Linked DNA regions of Ovis aries: region 2 is linked to region 1. The links are chromatin contacts, called in public Hi-C maps. All regions are on one chromosome and are shown on one strand. The core of a region is the stretch at or near the end of the contact, and the rest is flanking DNA. Distances in the headings are between cores, read along the strand shown. Region 1 holds the start of LOC114109097 (myeloid-associated differentiation marker-like). Region 2 overlaps HAPLN3 (hyaluronan and proteoglycan link protein 3).

Region 1 (7,531 bases), core at 3,165-5,664:
GTAAAGAATCCACCTGCGATGCAGGAGACCCTGGTTTGATTCCTGGGTCGGGAAGATCCGTTGGAGAAGGGATAGGCTATCCACTCCAGTATTCTTGGGCTTTCCTTGTGGCTCAGCTGGTAAAGAATCTGCCTGCAATGTGGGAGACCTGGGTTCGATCCCTGCGTTGGGAAGATTCCCCTGGAGAAGGGAAAGGCTATCCACTCCAGTATCCTGGCCTGGAGAATTCCATGGACTGTATAGTCCGTGGGGTCGCAAGGAGTCGGGCACGACTGAGTGACTTTCACTTTCTACATCCGTCAGTCCATCAACTCAGAATCCAGATCATCAGCACAGAATTCCAGTCACAGAGTGAAAGGGAAGCCAACAGTTTGGAAAGCATCCAGAGGCAGGTGACCAGGAGGGTGAAGGGTCTGGAAATGCCTGAAAATGAGGAGAGATGAAAAGAACTAAGGGTATTCATCCAGAAGAGAAGATGACATGGCACCCGCAGCCAACAGTGCTGTCCAAGCTCACTGGGACTAGAGTTTGTACTTTTTTCTCTGCATGGGCCTCCTGAGAACAAATCTGTGACTGGTGAATGGGAGTAACAGGGAGGCTGATTTCAGCTCATTCTAAGAACCTCAGGAGGTTTTTTTTCAGCCAATTTATAAGAATATGGAATGACTGCCCAGGGAAGCAGAGAGTCGGCTGGCAATTGCCAGGGATGGAGGAACAGAGGCTGCCGTAACCTGGGTGGTTACATCAGGTGACTTCTCAGACTTCTTTCAGTGTGGAGATTCCAGGATCCCAAAGAATTTCAAAGTGGAGTAAAGAGAAATCTCTTTGCTTTGTCGATTTAGAAATTGTCTGCTGATCTTAGCTGTGGTTCCTCTCGTAGCTGGCTCATCTCCTCTAAACACATTTCTCTACTCAGTAGTTCGGGTCTCCCAGCTGAAATGATTATAAACCTCTTTTCTCTCTCTCTCTCTTTTTTTAAAGGATCTTTTTCTTTTCTAAATAAAGAACTTAGGAAGTCTCAGGAAGACTGGACCTACGTGGAGAAATTCCACAAGAAATAATTAACCAAACAAACAATAAACCTCCAAGCCATAATTATATAGCAGTGAAGTGCGCACCTCCCAAATTCAGGTTGTCCGGCTGTCCAGAGCACAGAACTTTTGTCTGTCTTTAATATCTGGTGGATTTGCCTGACCCAAGATTGGACTTCTTAAATTTGGTTCTGCGCATGGGTAGGTGGGAAACCCTCTGAAGCTTACACCTCCTGAAGATCGATAGAGAGGGAGAAACTTGGTTTCTATGGCAACTAGGGGGTCCCAATCATAAGTCCCAATCATAAACAACGGTTTTTTCTGCCTGGAGCCAAGTCTTTGAAAAGTGACTCAGCCTGAGGTTTGCACATTGGGGACCTCCTATCTGGTGGTTGGTGATGTCAATGGAGAGATTTTCATGGAATTATTCAGAGTACATCCCACAAAATAGAAATTAACCTATCAGCTGCAGGGCCTAAAATAAAAACTGATTTGCAACCACTTTGTGACAACACCATTGCCAACCAGAAGTAGCCTTCGGCTCCCCAACCCAGGGCTCAGTTGGAATTTTTTTCACAGTAGCATAAACTCTCAGAGCCAGCATGGCTCTTCGGGATTGTCCAACCCCCTCATTTTACAGATGAGGTTTCGTTTGAAGCTAAGTTCCAAGCAGGATTTGCATCCAACAGGAAAGCATTAACATTTTCCAGAAGCCGCCCTTGCCTCTCTGTTGAAGGCTACTTTAGCACAAAAGCCCACGTCTTGTTTCAATTAGCTTGCATGCTCTGGGCACAATTACTGGAAAATGGGGAGCTGGGCGGAGGAAGTGATGTCACTGGAGACCCCGGTAAAAGCCTGGTGATGTGTTGACAGTCACTGAGGCCCTCACTAATGTGATTGGTGATGGAGACAGGAGTGAGGCTGCTGTTCCTGGAGAAGTTGGTTCTAGGTGGCAGCTACTGGTCCTCAGGGGCCATTATGGGAGAGGCGCCTGAGTGTCAGGCCTCAGGTAGGGGAGGGAGTGTGTCCACCGTGCTGAGTACCAGATACAAGAGCGCCACCTACTGTCTGAGGAGATCAAGTGGCTCTCTGCATCCACTGTGGGCAAAGGTGTAGTTAAATATGCTGGGCGGCTTCTCCAGGGCTCTGAACTGTTTGAGGAGGACCCTTTTCTCCAGCTGTTGTCCCCAACACCCTCCCTCTCTGCCAACCTTGGTTCCTCCACCTGCTGCATCTCGCAGGGGAGCTGGGTTTCACCACACTGACCAGGGCTCACAGAGGATGGGCTCCAGTTCCCTGGGTCATGGGCTTTCTGGGAACTCACAGAAGCCTCTGCCTCATGGGTTTCTCTTCCGAGCGTGTGTGTGTGTGTGTGTGTGTGTGTGTGTGTGTGTGTGTGTGTGTGTGGTGTGTCTTGGGGAAGGGAGGGTGGAATGAGGGAGTTGGTGCTGTTGTGCTGACAATGCAAGTCTGTTCTGCAGCCCAGAGGAAAAGATTAGTACAAACTAGAAGAAAGAAAATTTTGGCGTTTCCAAGAATACTTAAATAATTGCTGCTGTTCTGGCCCTGAGATTGTTGGTTTGTTTGAGTAATAGCCCTGGCCTGAGTCCTTAACACCACTCTGGCTCCCAGAGGCCAGGCTGGCTCTGTCACGCCTGCAAGGATTTCCCCAGAATGTGCGACGCTCAGAGGGACTCTGTGGTGACACGAAGGAGCCAAACACCGGGCTATAAGGAGAGATGGTGAAGATGGCATGTCACTGTCCAGGGACACTTCTCGGGGCTCACAGTTCATAGCATTTCAGACATGTTGAGGCTTTCATGGGGCTTCTTCAGTTCCACTCCAGGCCCCTCCTCCATGGGAAGGTTGGCTCCATGCCTGCATCCCTTCTGGGTCAGAGGACACCTACTGGGTGTCTCAGGGCCCCTGGGACCCTGGGACCCCCCTAGTCATCTCCACTCTGCCCCCTGCCCACCCCAGTCCCGGGAGCATCCTCAGGGCTGTCTCCTCCCAGGGGTCCTGCAGGGGCCTCCTCTTTCAGCTTTTGCTTTTAAAAAGGGGCTGATCATCCATCCATCCCCACCCACTCCCCGGGATGCCCTGAAAGGCTCCATTCAGCATCAGACACAGCATCCTTGTTCATTTCCAATCCCTTGGTTCCCAGCTTGGAAGCTGCGAACCAGTCTCCCAGGCCAGGAAAATCCTGCTCAGGTAGGACTACTCCTAGATCTTTCCAGACTTCCACCTGGATGGCAGCTTTGGAGCTTAAGAGCCGGACATGTTAATTTATTCTATGGTTCCTCCATGATCCTCTACCTTGGAGTCGTGCTGGATTGGGGTCTCTCTCCCCAGTGTGCAAGAATCACATGTTAAGGTAAAACTCGGAGGAGGGGATTCAGAATAGTCCCTACTTCCCATGTCATCTCGTCCCTGTGGCCTTGCTCTCACCCCATGGCTCCTCCCTGTTCACCCCTGAAGCTGCCCTCCTCCGGGTGGGGTTGTGTCCCTTCAGACGGCAGCTCCTTCTAGTGATGGCTGCAGGGAGGCAAGGCCAGGACCCGTATGTCTTCAGGTTGCTGTGGAAGGAGGCCGTGGCCTTGAAAGTGTATCCTGGGTCCCAGAGCCTTGAGCTTTGGTCCTGAGCTCCCACCCATGGGCCCTTTTGACATGTCAGCTATAGAGCAAAGCCTTCAAACCCGCAGCTTTGGCACTGTTATTTGGGTTCCCATTTCCTAGTCATGCACCCTTAGTAGGCGAGTGTGCTCAGTCGTGTCCGACTACTGGCAGCCCCATGGACTATATCTTACCAGGCCTTTGTCCATGGGATTTTCCAGGCAAGAATACTGGAGTGGGCTGCCATTTCTTTCTCCAGTGCCACCTTAGGAAAGGACTTAATTCCCCCAACTTTAGTTTTCTTGTCTGTAAAAGGGGGTTAGTAGTAAAATCCACAGTCCCTTTTCTGAAACCCTGTGGGTCAGATATGCTCCAGGACTCCGAATTTTTCAGCTTCATTTATGTAACATGGTGCTTCTATCCTACATGACATAATACCCCACTGGGGTCTGAAATACCTTGTAATCAAACACATTCGTGTTTCTGCAACTGAATTTTGAACATTCACACTACATGAAATGAAGACCATAAATGGTCTGTGTCTGTTCATTTTAAATTTTGTTACCAAACAATTTTTTTAAAAAAATTCTTGTCCAATTTTCAGAACTTTGAAAGGTTGGGGTTGTAGATAAGGGTCAGGCTACCCTATGTCTCCGTAGATAATGGCATACAGCAGAAAGAGGTGAAGAAATAAATGTTCATGGTCTGATGCCAGACCCAACCCAGCTGTGAGCTTTGGGATAAGACAAGTCTTGTGACAAGGTCAAGGGGGATGGGTGAAGGAGAACCATTCGGGAGTGATGTGCTTCTGCCCGAGTGTCTGAGCCATTGAGTCCAACTCCACAGATCCTGAGCCTCAGCCATCACAGGGCCCTGAGCCTTTTCCTGGCATCTGACTTAATTCACCTCCAGGGCTGGACTTTTCTCGGGTGAATCCTCAGCGAAGACCTCTGCCATACCGGTGACCAGGACCAGAACGACTACCACATGATCGTCCTCAGGCCCTGGGCTCCCCAACCATTATGGGCTGCTGCCTGCGACAGCTGCAGCTGTTCTCCACCTGCATGGCCTTCTCGCTGGGGGCCAGCGTGGGCACCTGGAAGGGGGCCATAGGTAACTGGTCCATGTTCATCTGGTGCTTCTGCTTCGTCCTGACCCTCCTCATCCTCATAGTTGAGTTATGCGGGCTGGAGGGCCACTTCCCCTTCTCCTGGGACAACTTTCTCACCACCTGCAACTGCTACTCCGCCCTCCTCTGCCTCTCAGCCTCCATCATCTACCCCGTCATCTACATTCAGTTCTTGTTCAACAGCCACAACTGGGACCGCACCATCATCTCCACTGCATTTTCCTGCATCGCCTTTGTGGCTTATGCCATGGACGTGACCTGGACTAGGGCCCAGCCCAACATGATCACAGGCTATATGGCCACCGTGCCAGGCCTGCTTAAGGGGCTGGAGACCATCGTGGCCTGTGTCATCTTTGTCTTCCTCAGCAACACCTCCCTGTACTCGCACCAGCCGGCCCTGAAGTGGTGCGTGGCTGTGTATTCCATCTGCTTCGTCTTGTCATCCGTGGCCATCCTGGTGAACCTGGGCAAATGCGACAACAGGCTGCCCATCCCCTTCTCCATTTTCCAGGTTGTGTTGACCCTGCTCTCCGTCCTCCTCTATACCACTGCTCTGCTCCTCTGGCCGCTCTACCAGTTCAACGAGGAGTTGGGCAGGCCGCTCCAGTGGTCCAGTGACGTGAACTGCAGCAGTGGAGTCCCCACCTCTGTGTGCATCTGGGACCAACAACTGGCTGTGGTTAGTTTGACAGCCATCAACCTGCTGATTTATGTGACTGACCTGGTGTTCTCTGCCCGCCTGAATTTTAACAGAGGCTGAGGCTTTGCCCAAGGGATCCCAATTCCTCCCTTGTCTCACCTGAAGTTCATTACCAAGCTCTAGTGTCCTCTTTCTGGCTCTCCTCTCTCCCTTCTCACGTCCTTCTGCATTCGTCTCACTCCCTTTCCCATTTCTTTTCACCTTCTGCTCTATCTCCTTCCTGTTTTCTTTGGTTGCCCACATTCTGTTTTGCCTTTTACTCTTGCTTCTCTCATCTTTTCTACATTTTCTGCTTTTTGCCCCTTTTCTGGTCATCCTTGGTTTTCCTGTCTCCTGTGTCCAGACCACCTCTCCCCATTTTCCTTCTTCTGATCCATCAGGACCTGAGACTCCTTCCTTCTCTGCCCACCGCCCCCTCCCACCTCCTAAGGTGCTGACTCCACAGCACACAGCCCTCTGTGCAGCTGTCCACACCCTGGGCCTCCGGAGGGGCCTTGTTGCCAAAGCAAGTCTGTCCCTCTTGTATATGTGTGATGGGTTTGGGGATGAGGATGGGTAGCTAGGCATTGGGTCCTCTTTCTTTGTGTACAGTGTGTCTCCCATTTAAGTTAAACAAAATCTCTGGAAGTCAGTAATTTCCAGCGGGAGAAGTCTTGAAGCAGAGACCCTGGTCCCTAGGCCCCAGCTGGTGGTTGGCCCCATCTGACGCTGGCTCCAGAATTTTTCCAAGCTCACTGAAAACCCACTGCCTGCAGAGGCCATCTTAAAGGAAGCAAAGGCTGAATGCCTCCCCATCTCAACTACTCTCTGGGGAATCGAAGCAGGAGCTGGTGAAGAACCACAGAGTCTTGAAGACAGCTGTCTGCAGTGTTGGTGAGGGACAATGATGTGGCCTTCCTGCCTCAGTGATCAAAACAGCAGGTCCTGTCTCTGCAGGGAGAAGAGCATGGCCACTGCAGCCTTAAAGCTGATGTTAGCCTGCCTGGGAATTTTTGTTTTCTTTTTCTGATCAGGAGGACAAAATTGACTGAATGGACCTGTTCTTAAAGGTGAAATTTCTTTTCTATTTTTCTGGGGAAGGTGGGTTGACTGAGTGGGGATTTCAGCTGCTGTAGTCAAGTGAATTGCAGTACTTGAGTGTGTGTGCATACACAGGTCAGTGGCTTTTTGCCACTGCATTCTGCTTTTCTGAGGCTTAGGCATAAAGTGACCTATATAAATGTAGAAAAAAATATGTATGGTTTCTTTTAATTACCTGGAGTTTCCAATCCCCATCAGCCCCTGCTGTCAACCACAGAGAGAAATCTTGTCCTTTCTTCCACATCCACAATGTTCTTTCTTAAAAACCTCAAAGATAAACAAAATGAAACCAACAAAATCCACAGGTCCTAACTGCCCAAATTTGACTAGAAATCAGAAAGAGCCTAGGTCTTAAAGGGGCCCGGCTAGCCCTTGGATGCCTCTCTTTAAAGGTGTGTGCTTTGTGCATACTGACTGTGTGTGGTTGTGTGTGTGTGTGTGTGTGTGTGTGTGTGTGTGTGTGTGTGTGTATGTGAGTGGGCAGGCATACATTAAGACCAGCAGCCTTTTAAATAACTGGCGAAGTCATCTCAAGCCTTCTTCCTCTCTTGTTCTCAGCCACAAAGCCTCAGAGCCCAGCATTCTAGAGTCACCAGGGCCAGAGGAGCCAGGCAAGCAGAGCTGTCGGGGAGGGGAGGGGAAGGACCTGCTTCTCCTGCCACTCCTGTACTGGGATGAAGCATGAGAGCTTCACCCAGAGGCAGGTTGGATGGAGGGGAAGGGCTCCCAGGAGGTGGTCCTTGTGGCAGGAAAATCTTAAGAAACAATAAAATAAAATTCATATTTTAAGACAAGAAAAATTTATTTGGCCAAATGCACCTAAAGCTGAGTCAGAAAGTTAAACAGATTTCTTTTTTGCAGGACTTCTTAGGACCAAAAGAGATCTATAGCAGTAAGTGATTCCCAGACTTATGTGTTCAGGGAACTGTTTTTTTCCATGGAACATCATGGACTAGCATTCCGTGAGATACTCTTTGG
Region 2 (7,349 bases), core at 560-3,059, 180 kb before region 1:
GGGTGGGTGATCCGGAGTGGTGGGGACGGGGGCCACTCCTGAGCCCTCCTACTCAGGCCCAGCTGATGATGCTACACCGGAAGCAAGCCCAGTGCAGCCCGATTTTCTTTCTTTCTTTCAAATGTTTACTTATTTGGCCACGTTGGGTCTTAGTTGCAATGCAAGGGGTCTTTGTCGTGGTGCATGGGCTCTAGAGCAATTGGGCTTAGTTGCACCAAGGCATGTGGGATCTTAGTTCCCCAACCAGGGATCGAACCTGTGTCTCCTGCATTGGAAGGCGGATTCTTTATCCCTTGGACTACCAGGGAAGTCCCTGCAGCCAGATTTTCTGATTTGACATGAGAAGCTTATATTCGTATGTGAAACCTCTGGATTTTAATGTAGAAATTGCCTAATTAGAAACAAAAGCAAAAACAACCAGTGCTGTCCAAAGCTGCCAGCTGTGATCTCCACACGACTTCTGCCTTCTCTGACCCTGGGCCGGGGCTGTGTGTCCTTAGACCTCTCCTACCTGGTAGGGAGTCACTGGGAGGGTATAGAGGGAAGGCTGATCTGACTCCATGTCCACCCCGTCCCAGCTGTGGCACCCCAGATCGGTGCCTTCCCCCCAGAGCTCCAGTCCTGTCACAGGTAAAAAAAAAAATGAAGAATAAGGGTACTTCCTCCTTTACCTTCTTCGAGGAGATGAGGATAGAATGTGGCTCAAGAGCTTGTCAATCAGAGGTGGACCTTGCCACCAGCAGCCACCTGCCCAGTCCATGGGGCTTAGATGGTGACCCAGAGGGGCCATGTTCCTTTTCCCTGATGTTGGGGATGGTGTGGGATGTGTGTGAGCTGGTCAGAGCCAGTTGTCTGGGAACCACAGGGGCAGCCTAGAGAAGCAGGGAGTCCTCACTTTTTTGGGATTACACTTTTTATTTATTTTTTTTTTATTAATTTTAATTGGAGTGTAGTGTCTTTACAACGTCGTGCTGCTTTTTGCTGCCCAGAAGAGGGAATCAGCCATATGTATTCATGTATCCCCTCTGTTTTAGATTTCCTTTCCTTTCAGGTCACCACATAGCACTGAGTAGAGTTCCCCATGCTGTACAGCAGGGTCTCATTAGTTTTCTGTTTAATACATAGTAGTGTGTATATCATACAGTGTGTATATGTCAGTCCCAATCCAGGGAGCTCTCACTCCAGACCCTGCCTTTGAATAGCGCCAGTCCCAGGCCCTAGGGACACCCCTTCTCCTTAAGGTTTCATCTGACTTGATAGAGAATGAGCCCAGGGGGTTTAACATTTTTTATTACAGTAAAATTTCAAACATGGAATTTTGAGGGAGCCTGTGGCACCTCCCAGACCGTGGTACCAGAAAGCCCCCTGCCTGGGACCTCCCTGACCTCGAGCTTCCTTTAGTAAGACCTTTTCCCATCCCTCCTCTTCCCCTGGGGCCTCCCTGGTGGCTCAGACGGTAAAGAATTTGCCCTCAATGCGGGAGACCCAGGTTCGATTCCTGGGTGGGGAAGATCCCCTGGAGAAGGAAATAGCAACCAACTCCAGTATTCTTGCCTAGAGAATCCCATGGACAGAGGAGCCTGGCAGGCTACATACATAGGTCACAGTCAGACATGACCGAGCCACTGACACTTTCACTGTCTTCTTTCCTCTTCCCCTGAAAGTCGTCTGTCACATGTGGGAAGTTTCTTGCATTCTCCTCTGAAGCTTCCATATTAATGTTAACATAGACGATGAGGTCTCAGCTACTGAGCCAGAGCCCGGCAACGCCTGTCTCCTGTAGGTGGCAGCACCTCCTCACTGGTGTCTTAGATCAGGTTGCAGTAACAAAACAGCCTCGGTGACCTTTGAACAACAGAGATTCATTTCACACAGTTCTAGAGACTGGAAGTCCCAGACCAGGGTGCCAGGTCACAGACTTCTGTGTCCTCACAATGGTGGAAGGGCCTTGGGGGGAGCTCTCTGGGGTGTCTTTTTTTAAGGGTACTAACCCCATTCATGAGGACTCCACCCTCATGACCTAATTACGTCCCAAAGGCGCCATCTCCTAATACCATCATATTGGGCATTAGGATTTATTTATTTAGCTGTGCTGTGCGACTTTCAGGATCTTAGTCCCCTGATCAGGGATCAGTCCTGGGCTCTGGCAGTGAGAGCACCATTTCCTAACCACTGGACTGCCAGGGGAATTCCTGGGCATTAGGATTTAATCATCTGAATTGAGACCATGGGTTTCCTTGGTGGCTCAGTGGTAAAGAATCCTCCTGCAATGTTGGAGACGTAGAGGACGAAGGTTCAATCCCTGGGTCGAGAAGATCCCCTGGAGATGGAAATGGCAGCTCACTCCAGGATTCTTGCCTGGAAAAATAGAAAGGAGCCCAGTGGGCTCCAGCCCGTGGGGTCACAAAGAGTCAACTGAGTGACTCAGCAGGCATACTGAGCCCATAGCACTGGGGTTCTTGGAACAACCCTGTGGGTTAGGTATTAACCCTGTTCTGTAATTGGGGATATTATTTGACTGACTCATTCATTCCGTTAACAAATTAGTAGTTTTCTGAGTGCTGCTGTGTGCCTGTCTAGCTCTGGGAGGGAGATGTAAAGCAGATACTGGTTCTGCGTTGGACTTGGACAGTGGACAGGAGGTGACAGGTTTGTAGACCTTTTCTGAGGGACTCTGTGTGTGTGTGTGTTTTGAGGGAAGCCTCTTTCTCAGTGGAAGTGGGTCTCCCATCACCGGGCCCTGCCCACCCACTCAAGCCCCCTTTTCTGCCCTCCCCAGGTGTGGTCTTTCCTTACCAGCACCCCCAAGGGCGCTACAAGTTCAACTTCCACGAAGCCCAGCAGGCCTGCGAGGAGCAGGACGCGGTGGTGGCCTCCTTCGAGCAGCTGTTCCGGGCCTGGGAGGAGGGCCTGGACTGGTGCAACGCGGGCTGGCTGCAGGACGCCTCGGTGCAGTACCCCGTCACGCAGGCCCGGCGCCCCTGCGGAGGCCTGGGCCTGGCGCCAGGCGTGCGCAGCTACGGCCCGCGCCACCGCCGCCTGCACCGCTATGACGTGTTCTGCTTCGCGGTTGCCCTCAGGGGTGAGTGGACTGGCCAAGCATGGGCCCGCGGGTGGGAGGGCAGCCTCTGGGGGCCTTCAGTCCTCTCTGCCCACCCTGCTGGCACTTCCAGCTGAAGCCCTGTCCAACTGAGTGCCTCGATGCTGCCGCTTCACACTGATCATCGGTCTAGTCAATCATCCCACATTCCCTGAGGGCCTACTAGGTGCTGGGTCATCATAGACAGATAAAACACAGTCTGCCCTCACAAAGGCGCTCATTTCATGGGAAGATACACGGATAAAAACAGATCTGTTCAGTGCCATATCCCAGCTTGGCACTTAGTAGGTGCTCAGTAAATGGCTGAGCAGATGAGAGACTCTTGATTGGTCTAGCAGCGGTGGGGCGCCCACCTAGAGTAAAATTAGGAAAGGCTGGGCAGAGTACAGATCTGACTGTGGGGAACCCAGCACCATGGCAGGGGGGATGATGCTTTTGGAGAGGGGCTGAGATTTGGGAACGTGCCCCTGACAGTCTCCACTGCAGATGCTCCATAACGTGGCAGCTCCCTAAGCGTAGAGAGTTAACAGGTCTTTTGGGGGCTGGGTGGTGGGGTCTGTATGGGCTGGCCTTGCCCCAGGCCCTCTCTGGCTGGCCCCTCTGCTTCTCCGTCCTCACGCCCCGCATCCCACAGGGCAGGTGTACTACCTGGAGCACCCTGAGAAGCTGACGCTGGCAGAGGCAAGGGAGGCCTGCTGGGAAGATGGAGCCCAGATCGCGAAGGTGGGCCAGCTGTTTGCCGCCTGGAAGTTCAGTGGCTTGGACCGCTGCGATGCTGGCTGGCTGGCAGATGGCAGTGCCCGCTACCCTGTGGCTCACCCACGTTCCAACTGTGGGGCCCTGGAGCCTGGGGTCCGAAGCTTTGGCTTCCCAGACCCACACAGCCGCAAGTACGGCGTCTACTGCTACCGGCCACGCTAATGCCAGGTTGCCCCCTCTCCTCATGGGCTGTATTTATTGAGTAGTTCGTTTTCCCTTGCAGGTTGGGGCAATTTTCATCTTGTTTTTATACTTTCCAACTTAAAATTATTTTTAAATATTATTTTTTGGGTAAATCCCACAGATCCCAAATCGTCCTTTTACTCAGGTCCTTTTACCAAGGCTCTCACCCTCCTCGAATCCTCCTGTCTCTCTCCTCTGGGACGTTTGAGGTCCTTGGGTTCATGAGCGCTCTCTGCCATCACTGAATCCATCCCCTTTCCCAGCCCCGGGGAGGCTGTTTCCAGAGCCAGCAGTGGCAGGGGGAGCCAGGGCTGCGACTTGTCCTCCGCCTCCGCCTGGGGATGAGAGGGCAGCCAGGTGGCTCGAGCTGGGGTTCAGGCCTGGTGGTCTCCTGACCCTCGTACTTCTTTGGGGAGCAGCTGGCCCGTCTCAGCACAGTGGAGGAGCCTGGGCGGGAGGTGGGTCCCTGGGCTTCCATGTGACATCCCAGGGAAGGGAGAGAGATCCCGCCCCATGTTTTCCTTCTCTCTTGGCTCCAAAGAGTCAGTGTTTTGTTCTCATTTTTCCCTGTTTGGCGAGTGGCCCTCAGGTCTAAGTACTGTTTTGGACAATAAATGGTGCTGTGACCCCTCCCTCCATCTTGAGCCCTCCTCCGTGTTGCGCTTTTTTTTTTTTTTTTAAATTTGCTTCTTATTTGGCTGCACCAGGTCTTAGTTGTGACATGCGGGATTTTCAATCTGCATTGCGACAGGCAAACCTTTAGTTGTGGCATGTGGAATCTAGTTCCCTGACCAGGGATTGAACCCAGGCTCCCTGCGATGGGAGTATGGAGTCTTAGCCACTTAACCACCAGAGAAGTCCCTGTGTCTCAGTCTTTATCTCATTCAGTCTTAGGGTCCAGCTCCCTGCAGGTCCAGCTCCCTGCATGGGGGACGGTTCTGTCCTAGACTGAAGAGGTCGCCTGGGTCTGTCCACTGGCGTGGGCAGGGAACACATGGGCTGCACCTTCAGGCTGCCCTGGTCTGGCCTGGCCTGCCTGTGTGTATCCTGCCTCAGGGACTGACCTAGCAGCTGGAGGGCCTCCTGGCGTGTTCTCCCACCATCCCACTCCAGGCTGTGTGTCTGCATGGACCCAGCATAAGAGTGGGAGGCCAGAGGAGGCTATTCCTCACCCTGGTCCCCACCCCCATGTCAGCCTCAAGAAACCAGGTCTCCTGCTTCTGCGCAGGCACACCGCTGCCAGCCACAGTCGGTCCTTTACTTAGCCAGGCGCTTCTCCAAGTGTGGCCGGCGCCACCAGCTTCACCTGGGAATGTGTTTGAGATGCAACTTTCTGCACCTGACCTCAGACCCGCTGAGTCGAAAACCCTGGAGTGGGATCTCTCACAAGCCCTTCTAATGCAGACTCAAGGCTGAAAACGAATGACATAGCTGTGTTCCCAATGAATCAGTTACTTAATAAAAAGGCACAATTTTTGAGTTCCTACTCTGTGACCATCGCTGCATCTTCTACTTTTGTCCACGGATCCTTTCCAGAGCTGTAGGTAACCTGGGCACATAAAAATACTCACCAGCAAACACTCAACCACACAAGTACACACCCAAAGAGACATCAGCAGACTCACACTGACACATGCTAAGCAGCACCAGTGTTAGTCCCTCAGTTGTGTCTGACTCTTTGTGACCCTATGGACCGTAGGCCACTAGGCTCCTCTGTCCACGGAATTCTCCAGGCAAGAATACTGGAGTGGGCTGCCATTCCCTTCTCAAGGGGATCTTCCCAACCCAGGCATCGAACCCTGGTCTCCCGCATTGCAGGGGGACTCTACCGTCTACAACCAACATCAGACACTTCCACACACAATCAGCGCCCATTGAGCAAGGGTGATGAGGGAGTGGCACTAACCTGACCTTCCAGGGAGGAGGCTGGTGGATGGTAACTGTCTGGCACACACAGCCCAGCTCCACTCAAGGTCTGTTGGGGGAAATACATAAACAATTGAAAGCGTTTTCATTGATAACCTACAGCCTACTTACGGGCAGGATGCCCAGACCTTTGTGCTAGTGGCTAGCTAACCCATTTGACCCCAAAAATGTATAAACAAGATTCACTATTCCCAGACTGTCTGCAGTTCTTTTTCTTTCCTCTTATAAATCCTGATTTTGCCTCTGTTCTTGGACTCACTCTATAAATCAACTCTTCTTGTGTGAGCAAACAGTGTAAATCAAAGGACCAAACTATGGAAAGCGGCCAGAAGTCTGACTTGAGTTACTCTCTGACAGCGTGCCAACTCAAAGATCCATACACAGGACTTCTTGGCTGTTACACACACACCCACACATGCACACACACACACACACACACACACACACACAGGAACTCATGTAAGAACAGAGCACCAGAGGTGTGACTGTCCCAGGCCTTCTGGTCAAACAGGACTCGCACAAATTTAGAGTCATTTGATCAAAGTGTGTCCCTACAGCCCCCATTTCTAAGAAACTTCTCAGTAGATCCTGGACCATGGTTGCCTTCTCTTTAAGAAAAAGAAGGGAAAAGAAAAGAAATAGATCTCTTCCAATGTCTTTATTATTATAATTATCATAATCTTTACTTTTCAAAAATATAAATAGGTGCACGGAACCCTGGTGCCTGCACGGTCCCGGAGGGTGGGGAAAGGTGGGGGGAGGGGTGGGTGACACTCCCATAGGGAAGGAAGTGCCCCCCCACCCAGCCCTGCTGAGATGGACACCTGCTCGGGTGGCAGACCCAGGTGAGAGGACTCGAGGAGGGACCCTTGGAGGGAATCCGACCCCCATGCTTCGAAGATCCCTTGATGGCTCGCTCTCAGTGGGCTGGAAGGCGCCCCCTCTCCCCTGGGCTTCTCCCCGACACAGATGAACTCCATCTTATCCAATACATTCAGCTGCGGTTCCAGAGTTCTTCAGCCCTCGGGTCTCTGCCCCTCCTCCCTCCTCCCTAGCTCTCCCTGGAGGTGAAAGAACCAACGATTGCACTGCTCTTGGATAAAGTCAGGAAACAAAAAATAATCTTCTTTATTTAACTTAACCCCTTCCCTTCTCCCCCTGTCCCTGTGCTGGTCCCTGGAAATGCACGGTGGGAGACTGAAGGAACGTCTCTAAACTTCAGTCCACGGGTTACCATACGTTTGCTTTGCTTTGGCGTTTGGGGGGAACATTAGATGCAGATTTGGCGATTTGGGGGGTGGGCGGGTGCATACACAATGTGGGGTTTATTTTTTTCCTTCTTTAATGGAATTCCTTATATGACAGAAAGCGACAAGGAGAG

Evidence for each region. Hi-C and Micro-C count contacts between places; a contact is called where the count stands out from the background.
Region 2: a contact with region 1 is called in a Hi-C map of liver, with 4 times the contacts expected there. The contact joins the enhancer-like site here to the promoter of LOC114109097 in region 1. A contact is called at or near these places in 5 of 16 Hi-C or Micro-C datasets (hypothalamus, liver, skin fibroblasts and 1 more).

The regions. Positions count from the first base shown.
Region 1 is chr18:19,596,148-19,603,678 of ARS-UI_Ramb_v3.0, reverse strand. It overlaps LOC114109097 (myeloid-associated differentiation marker-like), which reads left to right and starts at 4,414. Exons shown (of 1, transcript XM_027957496.3): 1 at 4,414-7,531. LOC101122633 (myeloid-associated differentiation marker-like) reads left to right here and starts at 4,414. Exons shown (of 1, transcript XM_012098452.5): 1 at 4,414-7,531. The coding sequence starts at 4,667. The coding sequence ends at 5,533.
Region 2 is chr18:19,776,706-19,784,054 of ARS-UI_Ramb_v3.0, reverse strand. It overlaps HAPLN3 (hyaluronan and proteoglycan link protein 3), which reads left to right. Exons shown (of 4, transcript XM_060401388.1): 3 at 2,780-3,082; 4 at 3,735-5,528. The coding sequence ends at 4,021. It overlaps ACAN (aggrecan), which reads right to left. Exons shown (of 18, transcript XM_060401387.1): 18 at 6,612-7,349. Among named protein-coding and RNA genes, the nearest start is that of HAPLN3, 16 kb to the left of the region's middle. Within about 2 kb of position 1,809, at least 1 of the 54 cell types and tissues checked has an H3K27ac peak or open chromatin away from gene starts, as enhancers often do. A contact at or near this core is called in liver, where this site is marked.